Linked DNA regions of Danio rerio: region 1 is linked to region 2. The links are chromatin contacts, called in public HiChIP or PLAC-seq maps. All regions are on one chromosome and are shown on one strand. Each heading gives the region's core, a stretch centred on a gene start, on an enhancer-like site or on the middle of the called end of the contact. The rest is flanking DNA. Distances are from core to core; before and after follow the strand shown.

The links. HiChIP or PLAC-seq counts read pairs in DNA pulled down with a chosen protein or histone mark.
Region 1: a contact with region 2 is called in an H3K4me3 HiChIP or PLAC-seq map of gastrula embryo, with 4 times the contacts expected there. The contact joins the promoter of scmh1 here to the promoter of taf12 in region 2. A contact is called at or near these places in 3 of 4 datasets of contacts at active chromatin or transcription factors (caudal fin, embryo and gastrula embryo).

The regions. Positions count from the first base shown.
Region 1 is chr16:38,842,403-38,845,852 of GRCz12tu, reverse strand. It overlaps scmh1 (Scm polycomb group protein homolog 1), which reads left to right and starts at 1,364. Exons shown (of 4, transcript NM_001089484.1): 1 at 1,364-1,401; 2 at 1,966-2,010; 3 at 2,656-2,726. The coding sequence starts at 1,986.
Region 2 is chr16:38,670,776-38,674,307 of GRCz12tu, reverse strand. taf12 (TAF12 RNA polymerase II, TATA box binding protein (TBP)-associated factor) reads left to right here and starts at 1,466. Exons shown (of 6, transcript NM_198368.1): 1 at 1,466-1,550; 2 at 1,991-2,227. The coding sequence starts at 2,057. ctps1b (CTP synthase 1b) reads left to right here. Exons shown (of 17, transcript NM_001111247.1): 14 at 179-234; 15 at 320-416; 16 at 490-634; 17 at 740-905. The coding sequence ends at 818.

The sequences.
Region 1 (3,450 bases), core at 115-2,614, 170 kb before region 2:
ATTTTTTTCATGCAATCAATAAACCTTTAACATTTATTTATTTTGTCATTTGTCTGATTATTTTCGTTACAGAATATGTATGCAGTTTGCACTTTATTCAAAGGTTAAACACAGTGCTTACACTTTGTGTTTACATTATAGCCTGTGTTTGCTGTTATATAAATTCAAATGGTTGTAATACCATATATCAAGTACCAATGTAATACCAAAAGGTTTTATAAGGTGTATAAATACGGAGTCGCGCCAGCTCCGGGCCGCAGCGCACATTACCCTCGCGCCGATTCCGGCGCGGATGCGCAGCGTCGGCTCGCTTACGGCCGCCGCATCTGGCCCGCTTGATTCGGGCCGGAATCGGGCAGTGAGTCCACAGGCATCCGGCCCGAGTCCGGCAGCCGAAGTTGGGCCGAGGTGTTAGTCTCCGGCAGGCGACAATCTGGCCGGAACTGGCCCGAGTGTATTTTGCTATCTGGGTAGTGTCTTCTTGACCCATCTGATAGTGTAATCGTCCCGCACAGTCGCGTGCTGCCCCTCCCCTCTGCACGCGCAGCTCCTGACACACACACTAGACTACACGCGCACTAAAACATGGCGGATAAACACTAACCCTCACACTTGAGAAATCACACAAAAACCTTCCCGCGCCAGGTAAACACACCCCTTCATACCGTCCGCGATAACTACTACATCACTTTTTTAAAAGTTGTTAAAAACGTTAAGAAAAAACACAAAAAGTGACTCAGAGTGTGTTATAGGTGTTAGCATTTAAGCTAAATATTGTTGTATACGCATTGGAGGTGACGTATTGCTGTACAATTACAGTGTTACCCGAATAAGTATACTTTAAATTTTGTTTATTGTGATCGTGGGCAAGCGCAAAGAAGCGTAATATTCAATGATGAAGTCCGTTACGAAACACGACATGACGCTACGTAGCAAAGAAGCATGTTTGTTATGAATCTGAGTGTGCTGTTTTGTATGTCGTATATTATTTAAAAGTTATCCTTTTCTATAGTGAAATGAAAATGAAGCATCTTCGAAAACTTTGGTATGATTTTAAATGTCAGAAAGAATGAATAATAATGATCTGTTTGAGTTGTCCAGTTGGACGTGTGTAGCGTCCCAGTGTAATGAGGGTTGTAGTAGTGTTTGGTTTGTGAACGAGTCTTTTAAGCAAACGAATCATTCATATCCACGAACCGAGTCATTTCTTTAGCATTTTTAAGAGCGCTGTTGGAGTGAATCATTACAGGAAAATGATTCAAAAGATTCGAAGCTTTTGGATGATTCAAATCCTGTCGCTGTCATTTATGGAGAGGGAGGGACTGTGTGTTTGGCGCTCAAAGGCGCCCTGCTTTTGAACAGAGAACTGGAAAACCGGGAGACAGGAAGCCATCTTTTGAGGTATCTCTTCGCGTACAGATAGTTTTATTGATTTATTCTGTGCTTATCCATAAAGGAGGGGTGTTTAAAAGCTGAAATGACCAGATGCGAGCGAGCAAATCAACTTGTGTTGAAGAACGACGAGCGTGGATAAACGGGATGCTACCGTGTTTATTGTATTGTTGTTATTATGTTATTATCCAGCTACATATGAATTCAGTAATAGCGCTGCCCAGACATGTCTCTTGTTGTTTACCACTTCACATTGACCTTTTGGGTCAGTGATGCTTGTTTAGCGTTTGACCCAACGACCCATTAGGTCATTACAGATGGGAAAATAATAATCAGTTTGTGTAAGAAAAAAATACCTTTTGGCTAGTTCTGTTATCGATGTCAATTTCATTGTCCTTTGGGCAATATAGCTGCCAGTGGTTCATGGTTAACCGTTCAGCATGTTGACTATGAGAAAATAGTGACAGCTGACTAGTACATACAGGAAAGACTGAACCATCCAACGTTAATACAGACTGATGGGGAAAATTAAAATCCTTCAGATATTACAGTTTTGTGTTTTTCTAATTGCAGAGAGGTTAAAAAGCTGGATCATGAAGAAACCGGTACCACAGAAAGGTAAGATTTTTATTACATTGTTAGTACATTATTTACAAATGCATAGTTTTGTAGAAAATATCAGACTTTTAGTACTTTATTAGTAATATAGCGCACAGTGTCACTGTGTTACTATGATAAGTTCTGATTAATTGCTAAACAGTCTTGTATGAACTCCAGGTTCAGGTCTAATCAAATAAAAAATAATCAAATATATAACACTAATATAAAATAACTAGTCTGCACAATAAAAATACATATAAATAAATACTTATATAAGGTACAGAAATGTCCCTTTTTACATTTATTATTAATAATATTAGATTTTATATTGTGATTTGTGGTTAAGATTTAATTATAAAGGTGGCAAATGATTACCAAGTGTTTTCTTCTGCCGGTAGCTAATGAGTGGAAAGATGGCAAACGTATCAAGCACCCTCGCAGTGGTCGCCCCCCTTGTGTGCCTTCACAGTTTCAAGGTAGCAAATTCGCTGCTTTAAGTCAGAAACCTAATTAGAAATATATTCAGCATTTAAATCTCACTCTGGTTAGATATAGGCTACTTATTTCTTAATATTTTCATTTTTGTCATTTTTGATATTCATCCTTCAGGTTTAGATTTTAATGCACTACATTTAATACTGACATGTTTGCTTAATTTTTAAGGTCATTTTAGTTGGGAGAAGTACCTGAAAGAGACTGGAGCAGTCGCTGCTCCCGCTCAGTACTTTAAACAGGTGAGTTGAATCATGCAACAGTGGAACTCTTCATTATGGACCAAATATAGAAGTTATACTTGATTCCTCCACCACTACACTAAAGGGATAGTTCACTCGAAAATGAAAATTTCCTGCTAATTTACTCACCTTTAAGTCATCCAAGATATAGGTGACTTTATTTCTTCAGTTGAAAATTTAGCTGAATCCAGGGTCTGGTAATTTATAGAGTGGCAGTAAATGGGATGTGTTTTTTAGATTAAAAATAAACACATACAAACCAGTCCAAATCAATTCCTATGGCTCTTGGTGACATACAAAGGTCTTGTGAAGTGAAATCATTGGACTGTCTAAGAAATTGAACACTATTTACAATATTATTAGCTAGGGCTTTGCGATATGCGCAAAAGAAACCTATTACGATATTTTTGAACAATAATGTGATTTCGATTTTTTATCACAATTTTTAAAACACACAGATGTTTTACAGTGGAACATATTTCTAAAGGAAATAACAATTAGATCTTCATCAAAGCCCTCTAACATGTCTCTAAAACACACATTCGATAAAAAATAAAAATAAATAAATAAAAAATAAAAATCACCTAGTAAAGCTGCAACAAATTTTTTCTAGAACAGTCCTATGGCAAAACCAATAAAGAGACTATAGGGTGTGTGTGTGTGTTATGTGTGTGCACGCCGTCAAACACAGGTAGGCTCCGACATTCTGTTTGACCACATGTCA
Region 2 (3,532 bases), core at 217-2,716:
ACATGCAAACTCCACACAGAAATGCCAACTGACTCACCCAAGGCTTAAACTAGCGACTTTCTAGCTGTGAGGCGACAGCGCTACCCACTTAAAATCTTAAAATCATATGTCACAAATATAAATGTACATTCTATTTAAATAAGTGCATATAGATAATATTTGAATTATATTGTTGTAGGAAAGCTGTATGGAGATGCTGAATACGTGGACGAAAGGCATCGACACCGCTTTGAGGTTTGCAATAAAGATCTACTCTAAAATACCGTAAATGTTTTGTTTTCTATTTATTCATGTTAGTAATCTTTGCATTTTTTTCCAGGTGAATCCAGAACTGAAGCACCACTTCGAGGATAGAGGTTTTCGATTTGTGGGTCAGGACCTAGAGGGGGAGCGGATGGAGATCATTGAACTTGAAGGTCAGTGATCGTCTAGTATTTGAAAAAGCGGTCAGTCAGTGCTCATTTCAACTGATTTCTTCTGTCCAAACAGATCACACGTATTTTGTTGGAGTGCAGTACCATCCAGAATTCACTTCTCGCCCGATCAAACCCTCACCACCGTATTTCGGCCTTCTGCTGGCAGCGTCTGGGAAACTGCAAAACTACCTCCAGAAAGGATGCAGGCTCTCACCTCGGTTTGTTGCTTCTTAAACTCATATCATCCTAAATTAATTTAAAGTGGAGACATGCAGTATACTGTGTAAGTTGTCTTATTATCTTGTTTTCCTTTTCTCTCTCAGAGACGCATACAGTGACCGAAGCGGCACTAGTTCACCAGACTCGGAAATCTCTGAATTCAAATTCCCATCGCTTTCTTAAAAAGGAAAAACCCACCTAATCATAAAAACACATGAATGACGTTTTATGATATGAATGTATGAATTTAAATAAATGGATAACAATGCTAATGTGTTGGTTTTAAAATGTGAACAAGTGTGTTGTGTACAGTGGTATAGAAGTGATAATTTATAGTTATTCATTGTACATTTTCATTTAATTTAATTTATTTAATTAATTAAAATTTTAGAAATAATGTGTTTTAATAATTTTAATTTGTATATTAAAGTAATTTTTTATTATACAGAACTAGCTGAAATATTATATATTAAAAGTTTTATGAAATATTTAACATTTATTGTATTTCGAGTATCATAACTAGTATTACTTGGATGGTTTTATCAGGAGTTGACATTAATAACAATGAGCTGTGTTTAAAATGGCTCACTGAACTTGTCTATGCAAATACATATGTAAATTGATTGTTTTTACAAACTAGGGGATTTTTATATATAGAGAGAGAGCACTCTACCACTTATAACTATTACTTTACCAAATAAAATAACAATTTGGAAGAGATCATTTTCCAGAAGGCTTCATCAACTTCTCTGTGCTTTTATTTTGTAAGACTTTTGAGATCTCGCGATACTTCGGTTGAGCTCCGTTCGTCAGAAGAGGCGCTTGTAGAAGGAAAAACAACTTGGAAGGGCTTGTGCATATTTCCAGACCTTAAACGTCGAAGATGGAAAGATAATACAGAATTATTTGCATCAGGTACTGCAACGATTAACAATTAAACGGAATTACATCAAACAAAAGGAAAGCATCGCGAGACGTGTATTGGCACGAATGTTTTTCTCGCTAATGTTAGCTGCTAATATGTTAAGCTACAGTGTGATGATTAAAAACAACAACTATGAAGAAATTCAGACTAAAAACCATACTTATTTGGTAATTTGCATTATATCACATTAATATCAGCATAACACTTACATTATCAATTAGTTTAAGTGAATTATGTCATAACACACTGGCGAAGCAAAAAGGCTAACGCTAGCATATACAGCAAATGACAGTTCGGTGATGTTTATTTCTATCGAGCTAAAAGTTCTTCACTTCGTTGATATAACTTACTTAAAACAGCCGTTTAATATCCTTAATGTATTTATGCATTGATTAAACTCAGTTGAACTCTTAATATCTTTTTTCTGCAGCTGATTTAAAACTCCCACTAGTTCTGAAGAGGCTTGTGACATTTGACATCTCTTGATTAGCATAGTATGACCCAGTATCCAGCACAGACCAGTCGCTCGAATTTCTACACGGTTGTGAAAGCAGAAGCCTCTTCAACACCGCCGCTGTCCAGCAGCATGGCCAACAGCACGGTCGCTCCGGGGAAACTGCCCGGCACCCCCGGACCAGCAGGCAGACTGAGCCCAGAAGGACCTCAGGTGGGTCAGACTGTACAGCTATTATAAGACTGAGGTAACGTTGGTTTTATTTTCGGATATTTGTTCAGTAAGACGGTCCCTATATTGTTTACTACGAATATTCAGTCTGTACTTGCATCAAAGTATGACTACAAAAGAATATTAGCACTATTTAATTGACTGTGAACAATGTTGTACTTTGATAGTCATTGGCTACTAATAAGATTTCTACTATTAGAATTTGCAAAGAATACTTTTCTGAAATTATATTATTGAGAAAGTTTGAATGTGCGAACCAACTTTTACTTTCACACGAACATGCATAAAAACATTCCTTCCTCTAAATGATCATTTATTTCATTTCTGCGGAAACCTAGAGAAGAAAGCAAATACACAGTCGAAGCTCTTCTTTAAAACTTATATTATATTATATTATATTATATTATATATGTAAAAAGAACCTAGATTAAAAAATGAAACAAAACAGTATCTAATTTAAATCTTAACATTTAACTACATTAATATAGTTTAAAATTAATAACAATTTAAATTGAATATAAATTTAATTTTTAAATATAACATTTTTCCCCATTATTAATGTAAAATCATATTGGCTTATTTAACCTTGTCTCAAAGCAAAATAAAAAGTAGCAACTATAATAAACTGTGTAACGTTAAATAAAATGTTTTTAAAAACTATTTGTTTGACTATTTTTGTCAAAACATTTTTGCTTCATTCAATCTATCATGATTTGCACTTCTACTCTTCCGTAGCTTTGGATGTAGCAGTATACCTATCATGATTGAAAATTTTGTGTTGATGATTACTAATCAAGCAAATAATTTTAAAAATATTTAGATTTTTAACAGTTTAGAATAATTTTATTTATTTATATACATATATACTTTTTATTTTGCTTTGAAACATGATTAAATATAGGCCAGTATGGCTTTAAAACTATGGAAAATAATATAAAAATTAGAATTAAATTTAAATTCCATTTTAATTATATTTATATTTAAATTATATTAATGTGTGGTAAATGTTAAGATTCAAATTGTATTTTTTTAGTTAAAATTTTGAGTCTTGGTCCGTTTTATATTAAAATAAAAAATCATATAAAACCAAGCAATCATAATGTTATATGATATTATAATATAACAATATATGTGGGAAAGAAGATCTTTGGTTCTCTGTTAGTTTGGTCTTCACAGAAATAAAACAAGCTGTCATTTACAGGTAAAATGTATATTAAGCATGTTAATTTGTTTATGCACTTAATTTCCCTCATTTAAAAAAAAAAAACCTGTTTTCAACACCTGAAA